3 separate regions of the Zea mays genome follow, and all the other regions are linked to region 3. Evidence: chromatin contacts called from public Hi-C data. All regions are on one chromosome and are shown on one strand. The core of a region is the stretch at or near the end of the contact, and the rest is flanking DNA. Distances in the headings are between cores, read along the strand shown. Region 1 holds the start of LOC100192079. Region 2 holds the start of LOC100283024. Region 3 holds the start of LOC100282843.

The links. Hi-C and Micro-C count contacts between places; a contact is called where the count stands out from the background.
Region 1: a contact with region 3 is called in a Hi-C map of tassel, with 2.5 times the contacts expected there. The contact joins the promoter of LOC100192079 here to the promoter of LOC100282843 in region 3. A contact is called at or near these places in 2 of 25 Hi-C or Micro-C datasets (ear and tassel).
Region 2: a Hi-C map of leaf shows a contact between it and region 3, with 5 times the contacts expected there. The contact joins the promoter of LOC100283024 here to the promoter of LOC100282843 in region 3. A contact is called at or near these places in 6 of 25 Hi-C or Micro-C datasets (bundle sheath, ear, endosperm and 2 more).

What each region holds. Positions count from the first base shown.
Region 1 is chr3:219,526,657-219,529,674 of Zm-B73-REFERENCE-NAM-5.0, forward strand. LOC100192079 reads left to right here and starts at 1,510. Exons shown (of 5, transcript NM_001137502.1): 1 at 1,510-1,946; 2 at 2,063-2,284. The coding sequence starts at 1,664.
Region 2 is chr3:220,152,657-220,155,418 of Zm-B73-REFERENCE-NAM-5.0, forward strand. It overlaps LOC100283024, which reads right to left and starts at 1,370. Exons shown (of 2, transcript NM_001394734.1): 1 at 747-1,370; 2 at 1-467. The coding sequence starts at 1,306.
Region 3 is chr3:219,843,650-219,846,422 of Zm-B73-REFERENCE-NAM-5.0, forward strand. LOC100282843 reads right to left here and starts at 1,339. Exons shown (of 8, transcript NM_001155749.2): 1 at 1,231-1,339; 2 at 1,026-1,095. The coding sequence starts at 1,233.

The DNA of each region.
Region 1 (3,018 bases), core at 260-2,759, 320 kb before region 3:
TAATCAACTCGCGATCCAAGCTTACCCATCTGGACTCCCTCCCTACTTTTTTTTTGCAAAAAACTCCTTATATTTATTTGTAATCAACCAGTTGATCTAAGCTTCTCTATTTCGACTCTTTTGTGTGCCATCGCAACACACAAGCATTGCATAGTTTTCTATTAAGATCCTCTCCAAAGTTTCCCTCTCAACACCCCTTCCACTCTTCAGGGTGTACTCCCCCTCACGAGGGCGAGCTACGCTCATCACGATGTATAAGGGGAACTCTAATCTCCTTCCTTTAGTTAATAAGTGCTTTTAGCTACAAAATAAATACTTTTTAAAATTAATTACTTAATAACAATGTGTATTATAATAATATAAATATTGTAGTATTTTTTTAAAATTCTAAAAAACTAATGTATAAAAGTTAAATAGCTCATGTATAATATATAGGGGAGCTGAATCTCATGGAGGAGGTATTTAAATATAAATAGAAAGTATGAATAGAGAATGGTTTTGGAGGGAGAATGGTTGGATTTAGCCTAAGGCTCTCTCCAACAATAAACCCTAAAAGGGTTATGTACCCTATATTTAGTGGAGATATTTGCCATGTATCCCTCTATCATCGTCTTTCAAATGGTACTCGGACGTTGGTGGATTATCTATATATAGAGTTTCTCTCTTCTCTCCTCCATCCATTATAATACTTTAAACAACAGATTTAGCAAAACAAAATTTGTACAATACATTTGAGAGTATGACAAATACATACGTACAAAAAAGAAAAGTAAAATATGTCTCTGCTGGAGAGGAAGAAGATATAGAGGAGTAAATCTTTTGGAGGGGACCGTAAAAGACAGATATTGAGGATGAACTAGTCAGTTGTCCGTGTATTACTACAGTTTTTATATATCATATGAGTAGGTTTTGTTTTAATAAGACACAAAAATATATGTGTTTTATTGGTTACATGGTTGTGAGTAGACTTTGTTTTAATAATATAAAAATATATGTGTTCTATTGGTTAGAAGGTTGTGAATGTGGAGTCAACGATCAATGTTCTGACCTCATTTATGCATAATTTTACTTTATTTTTGCTCAAGAGAGAAAGGTAACCTAAGAGGGAGCCAACCTGCTCGCTAATCGCTAGTGTATGAGACTTGGTCCGTGGAAATTGGATTAAGGATGAGAGCAACATAGTTGAGGTTGAATCTAAAGGATCTACTGCGGGATAAATATTCTTGTAAGTTAAACCTCAAATGTGTAAATGTTGTGGCAGAAGCCGGATCAAATCGTCAACAGGTACATAAACTAAGGCTAGAGACTGAACCCATCCTTTGCTATCAGTGGGATTGATCCTGTAAATGTTGTGGCAGAAGAAATTGATCTGTAAAAAAAAATGATGTAGCAGTTGGATAGTTCCAATCGCGTCGTTGGGGGCCACGGCGGTCGGCGTCCACCACGTCATGCACGCGGGCGGTGAAGTCCAGCACCGTTGGACCCCGCCTTATCAATTCCCAAGTCAGACGCTGATACTGGCTGCCGCATGTCTAGATTGGTTTGGTGATGCTGATGCCGGTGCCGCATGTCTATATTGGGTAGGTGACGCTGAGGCCTCGTTCCCCAATCAGACTTGTTCGGCCTCTTCGACGGCGTGCCCGTCTCCCCGAGCTCATTCGCCATGCCTTCCTCAGCCTCCGCGAGAGGAGGACGAGGGCTCCTCTTGCCGGCGGCTGCTGAGGCGGTTGTGGTGCTAATATTGGGTGCAGTGGCGCCAGCGGCGGGTTGTTATCCGCGCGTGTTCAGCTTCGGGGACTCGCTGGCCGACACGGGGAACTACCCGTTCGTCTACGGCAACGACTCTGGGTCTGGCGGGGCCGCGCTCCGGCCACCCTACGGCGAGACCTTCTTCCACCGCGCCACCGGGCGCGCCTCCAATGGGCGCCTCGTGGTCGACTTCATCGGTAAGCTATCTACACTACGGAGGTAGTGCCATACAATCGATCGACGGATTGATCCATTAGACATTTAGACTGCGTGGTAGTACTGACTTTGAGACTTGGGATTCACGTGGCCGCAGCGGACACGCTGGGCCTCCCGTTCGTGCGACCGTATCTGAGCGGACGGAGCGCGGAGGACTTCGCGAGCGGGGCCAACTTCGCCGTCGGCGGCGCCACGGCGCTCAGCCCGGACTTTTTCCGTGCAAGGGGTTTCGACACCATGGGAAACAAAGTGGACCTCGACATGGAGATGAAGTGGTTCCGCGGCCTGCTCGACCTACTCTGTCCCGGCAATCTCGCCGGTATGTATGTTCTGCTTCACCTCCTCGTCTCCTCCAGTTCCATGCTTCCTCCCCATTTGACGGGATCGCACGCTCTGCTTCGTCGGCGCAAGGGAGCCGAATCGGTCCGCCCGATCTTATCGGCGGAAACGCTTGCTTTCACGGCACTGAGGAATCCAAACACGTTGACTGTTCCAGCTTCTTGCCCAGCCCAGCTAGGCAAGGCGAACGCTGGCAAGGGATCCAGTTGGAGTAAAAAGCAATTTCTAGAAGATACAGTGCTGTGCAGGGGAGTTCAGATATGGAAGCTGAAAGATGTTGTGTGATGCAGAGATGGAAGCTGAAAGCTGTGTGGTGCTGCTGGTGCACTGGATGTTTGGAAGTTCATCTTCGCTACTTGGTTTATATGAAAAACATAAAAACTGAAAATTCTGCTTCTAAATCGAATCTGTCATTTTTCATTTATGCTCTATAGTTATAAGTCACCTAATATATTAAATATATGTGTGACAGAGCTACTGCCATTTCTTCAAAAAAAAATCAATGATTGGTAGTATCAGTTCAACCAATGCAAATAGCTGGCCAATTCATATCAGTCACTGTAGTAGCGATTTCAGCAGAAGACAATGCATAATATTTTGCTGTCATTTTTTATTTTTAATTTATGGCACCCGAACGATCACCAATGTTAGTGTTCTTCCAATAGGCAAGTTTATGGTCAGAATTGTGAAATAAACTGTTAAATAAACTGTATG
Region 2 (2,762 bases), core at 120-2,619, 310 kb after region 3:
TCCGGAACCCCTCCACCAGCCCGCCCGGCACGCTGGCCACCAGCTGCCAGTCGCCCCCCACGGCCCCGACCCCGTACAGCTCCACGCCCGTCACCACCTTGCCCCGGCTCCGGCTCGTCGGGTCCTCGCCCGCCGCCGCCGCCGCCGACCGCACCACGGCCGCGCTCCCGTCGCCGTACACGTGCAGCCGCTCCCCGTGTCCCGCTCCCGCGGCGCCGGCGTTCGGGAACCGGGGGCGGAAGAAGACCGGGCGCTCGTCCGTGCGCGGCCCGGCGTACACCATCACGCAGTCCGCCCCGGCGTGCGCCGCGCAGAGGTAGGTGCCGCCGTCTCCGTCTCCGTCTGGGTCGGCCGCCTCTGCTGCCCCCTCCGCCACCAGGACCGCCTCCGACTCCTGCCACGTGTCCGTCTCCGACCGGTACTCGAAGAGGAACGGCGTGTTGTTCACCAGCTCAGCGAACAGAAACCTTGCAGGGAAAAGCAGCAACCGCCGGCGTCAGATCGATCGAGAAGCGACATTGGTGGATTCGTATCGAGTTTTACTGTGCGTTGTCAAAATTGTTGCTTCGGCACTGCTAATTACTAGTCGTCTGAACATAAAAATTAGTGCTGGCAGCAGTGATGACGAATACTGTCTGTAACTGAGGAGGAGAGAGAGAAGGTCAGGGATGCTTGCAAGTTTTTTTTTCCTTCTTTTTCTTGCGTGAGCAACACAAAGACCCTCTCCGTAAGAAAAGGACGGGTACCTAAACCGGTTCGATCCGGGGGGATCGGCGACGAGCTTGAGGCCGAAGCGACGCCAGGAGGAGGTGCCGCGGGGGCCGAGCGGGGACGGCGGGAGGCGGCGCGCGGCGCGCGCGGTGAGGTCGACGACGACGAGCTCGCGGCGGCCGTTGGCGGCGAACAGGAAGGAGCTGCCGGACGCGGCCAGGAAGTAGAGGTCCTCGCCGGGCGGCACGGCGGGGGCGAGGATCGCCGAGACGGGGATGCGGAACCAGCGGCCCGAGGGCCCGTGGAAGCCCCTGATGGCGGCGTCGCGGGGCGGGAGCTTCTTGAAGAGGAGCAGCCACGCGGCGGCCGGCCCGGGCCCGGAGGACGCCGACGAGAGGTGGTACAGGCGGCGGAAGTCCGGCGAGGAGATGAGGCTGGAGAGCGGCCGCGCCACGGAGCGCACGCGGAGGAGCTCCGGGACGGCCAGGCGGAGCAGGATCTCGTGGAGGAGCTCCGACGGGAGCAGCAGCAGCGCGCCCAGGGCCGTGGCGGCCGAAGGGTGGTGGTGCTCCCCGGCGACCGGGTGGTCGCCCATGGGGTTAGGTGAGGTTTAATTCTGCTTGGGGATCGGAGTATGGCCTGGGGGGCTTCGCTTGTCTGGGAGACAGGTTTTGTGCCGCCGCCCTTTTATACAGACCACACATGTCCGAATTTTTTGTATTTTAGCCATTTTTCGGAAAAAAATTCACGTTTAGATCTTAAAAAATTTTAATGTCATTTTTGGACACTTTGCTCGGCGCCATAGCCTATGGCGCCGAAGTAACACAGCTCGGCGTCATAGGTTATGGCGCCGAGATCGTGTTGCGTTGGCACAACCTAGACGCGTGGCGTCGACGTGTCACCGAGCTCGGCGCCACAGATCTTGGCGCCGAGCTCGGTTGTGTTATTAACATATTTGTTGCAAACATGAGCACAAAGCCCAGCTAGCCCACTTGGTGGAGCACAAGGCTTCTAACCTTGTGGTCGTGGGTTCAAACCCCACAGTTTGCATTTTTATTTGGTTTTTTTGTTTATGTCGCTGGTGTGTCCGTTCAAATTTATTTCTCACCTATATTTTTTTATCTAGCCACTACTCATTTTTTTAAATAACTCATTAGGTATATTTTTTTTTGGGACAGGACAAGTAGAAATTACCATAGAAGGAGACACGTAAATCCCTTGATACAACAATAACACCACTGGCGCAGAACAACGTATGTTCGTTGATCCAAACGTCGTAAATGATAGCTAGCTACAAGAAACAAAGAAAAATGCTACCGCCTAAGCAAGAGGGTTGCCTAAGAAGAAAAAAAAACTCCACCTTCTTTGGTTGCTCATGCCGATTAGAGGCCACGACCACGAGGGCGTAGCATTGTAGGTTCGGCCGTTCGGGCATGCACTTGCGCAATCAAATGAATAGTGAGCCTCTAACAAATACGTAGTGCAAAATCTCCACCACAAGGAATCCGCACAAAGAGGGGAAAACACAAGCATGTAAAGGGACAGTCACGTCACTGTCTTCTCTTCACACAGTTGTTGTCTACCTGACAGAAACTCTTGCAGCCTTATATGTGTGGAAGAAGATATATAAATAGCTACAGCAGAAACAAAATAAATAACCTATCCAAAAATAGGAAAACACCATCGCTAGTTCGCTACTGTACTCGCTCCTGTAGCATGAGTCGTCGTATATACGTAGCAAACTAGCTCATCAGCTAATCATGTTCCTGAGACTCTCTCGTCAGCACCCACCGTTCGGGTTCCAGGTTTGGCACGAGTGCCCTGGCCCGCTTGGCCGCTGCCGGAGGAACCTGCTGGCAATTACGGACTCGCCGGCGGTGGCGGTGGCTCCAGCGGAGGGTTCGTCATCTAGATTTTGGATACTGTCCCAAAAAAAAATATACCTAATGAGTTATTTAAAAAAAATGAGTAGTGGCTAGATAAAAAAATATAGGTGAGAAATAAATTTGAACGGACACACCAGCGACATAAAAAAAAACCAAATAAAAATG
Region 3 (2,773 bases), core at 89-2,588:
TCTTCTTAATATAATACCGGGAGGGCGGTCTTTCCCTCCCCGGCCGAGTTTTTTGAGTAACTCCTCAACCTTTCATCAGAGACTAAACAGTACAACAATAAAGCCTTTTTAGTCCCAAGCAAGTTGGGATAGGCCAGAGTTAAAACTCAACCAAAACCGCAATTTAAGGTTCCGCAGATGGATAGCTGTTATCCATGCACTCATATTCAAGACTAAATCTTTAGATATCTTCCATCCTTTCAAGTCTCCTTAACCATATTCTCACCAGTCACCAAACAGCTTACGGTACTGTTGAGTAGATCCTTGTTGCAAGGGTACTATCAGCAGAAGATGATACAGCCTTTAAGGCTGGTCAGAACAAGAAGACAAAAATTGCCAGTAACAAAATTAATCCGCAAGAAACCGGATGCATCCCATGTATTATCCAAAACACAAGAGGATACAAATCCTATAGGAATAACCCCTTTGGAACAAAGGAGTGGGTTTTTTGCAAATCCTATTTAATGGCTTGTTTCATAGGAATTTTGGAACAATTTTTACTACAGAGGTTGAACCTCATGGAAAGCTTCCTTCGTGTCAGTCTCTCATCGAATTCCTCTGTTTTTCCTGTGATCCGTCTAATACGTTTAAACTTGCTCTTGCAGTTTTATGTGCTTTCTCAATCCATAGGATTCAAGATGTTAGAGCATTTTATTCCTATGTTTTCCTATTACTGCGTTTCAAAGATGGCTAAAAACCCCCAAATCAGCACACGAATAGCTAACGGCCCTCCGTGTAGAATCCAGTGCCCACAAACCAACCACGCCCCCCTACCAATCCCATATCCATATGCCTTCCCACAATCCCACCGGGCAAAATATCTGCTGCCTCAACCACGGATCAGTACCCAGTCCGCCAGATCTCTAAGAAATCACGGCAATAAACGTGGCGCGGGCACCAGAAACTGTATCTCCCAACATCCGGATACGAATAATAATAATAATAACAACAACATTCGAGGCATATGGAAGGCCAGAGAGAATCACCAGTTCCACCGTCGCCAACGATGACGAGCTTGAAGCTGGGGTAATCCACGCCCTGCTGATTCGGCAGCGCCTGCGACATAAAAAAAACCACACAATCACCGAACGATCAGACGATCCGACCAAGGCAAACCGCAGGATCTACGTCAGGATCACCGAGCGACAACCACCCTGGAATAATCGATCTATCGCGGCAGTTCGTGCTCACCATTTCTACGGCGCGAAGAGGAGTATGGTACGGGGCGGCGGTGAACAGAGAGACCGAGGAAGCGTCTAGAGAGAGTTCGAAATGGGCTGGATTAGTAGAGGGCGTCTGGAGCTGAAGGGGCCGACGCGGGGGCTTTTATATGGGGGAAATGGCGCTTCTCTATTGCTTTCTGGTGGGGGAGCGGTGCCGGTGTGGCCCGTGTGGCCGTGTAGGTGTAGCTTTGGATGGACGCAGGGATCTGGTGCCCGCAGCGGAAGGTGCGGATCGGTGGGCGTCGCTAGCTTTCCGCCCACGCGAGGTATCTGGGCCCATTGGGCCCCGATTTTCGGCCTGCGCGCGAACAGTCGTCTCTACGCCAACGGACACCTGCGCGGCTGCCTCCGTCTCGTTTTGACCGTTGTCACTGCGTGACTGCCCTGCCGCCGAGTGAGCGTTTGGCAGAACTTTGGCTCTAACTTCTCTTTTAAAAAGTTGAGGTCCTACTAAACATTTTCTTTAAAAACGGTTTATTACGGGAAATACCTAAAAGTCAGCCGTTTTTACTGTCGAGAATAAGTTATAAATAATAGCTTTATGATCTGGCTCTGGCTTTAACACTTTAATACATAGACATGACTTTGACCTTAAGCTAAGCCGTTTCTAACAAACGATTTACGAAATAGCTTTAACTTAAATAAAGCTATTTTTTAGAAAAAAAGTCAAAGCCAGAGCTTTATCAAACAAACTCATATTTGGTCAGGGATGTTCCTCTCCTACTTTTTATAAAGTTTGGCTTAAAATATTTATAAGTTAAAGAATTTTTTCTTTAACTTAGCCACTGTTGTATCAATGGAAAGTACGTATCAAGCATCGTGATCGCCGTGTAGCAAGCACATCCAATCCATCAAACGTGCCCGTCTTTTTTTTTTGGCTTTTTGACCCTTTTTTGAAAGATTTTTACAATTGCGTCTTTTTTAGTTTGAATTTAGAAAATAGATATCTCGTCGTCAATATAAATGACACTAAAATCTATAAATTAAGCTGACGTCTACATGGCAAGAGATGGACGGCGACTGCTTTCCTAGAAACGGCCGGTCGGCCTCATCCAAAAGGAGGTCTGCGATAATGAACGTGGCTTTATATTGTCGGGCTCGCGTCTCATGAGCCAGCCGTCCAACACGTGCCGACCAGATGAAGAACGTGGCATCTTGCATGCAACTAAACCTTGGGAGAGCTAGGTAGCTGTATTACATGTGTCGTGTGTCTCGATCGTCCGCCGCAAATGCTAGCTTAGCTTGGCTACCTACAAGTTAATACTGGTATATATGATGATTATAATCACATAGGATACGTAAAACGTGATGGATTAACAAATCAGGAGAAAATCTTTCGGAAAAGGTTCAAAAAAGCAAAAAAAAAAAACGGTCAAACGTGCTCGTCGCTGCCTTCTCTAGGCGTGATATACAGGGTTCATGCTATAGCTAAGGCATTATTTGGTTCACGAATTGTAACATAAATGATAATACTAACACTCGAGTGAAAGCAGTAATAAGTTTAAATAGTC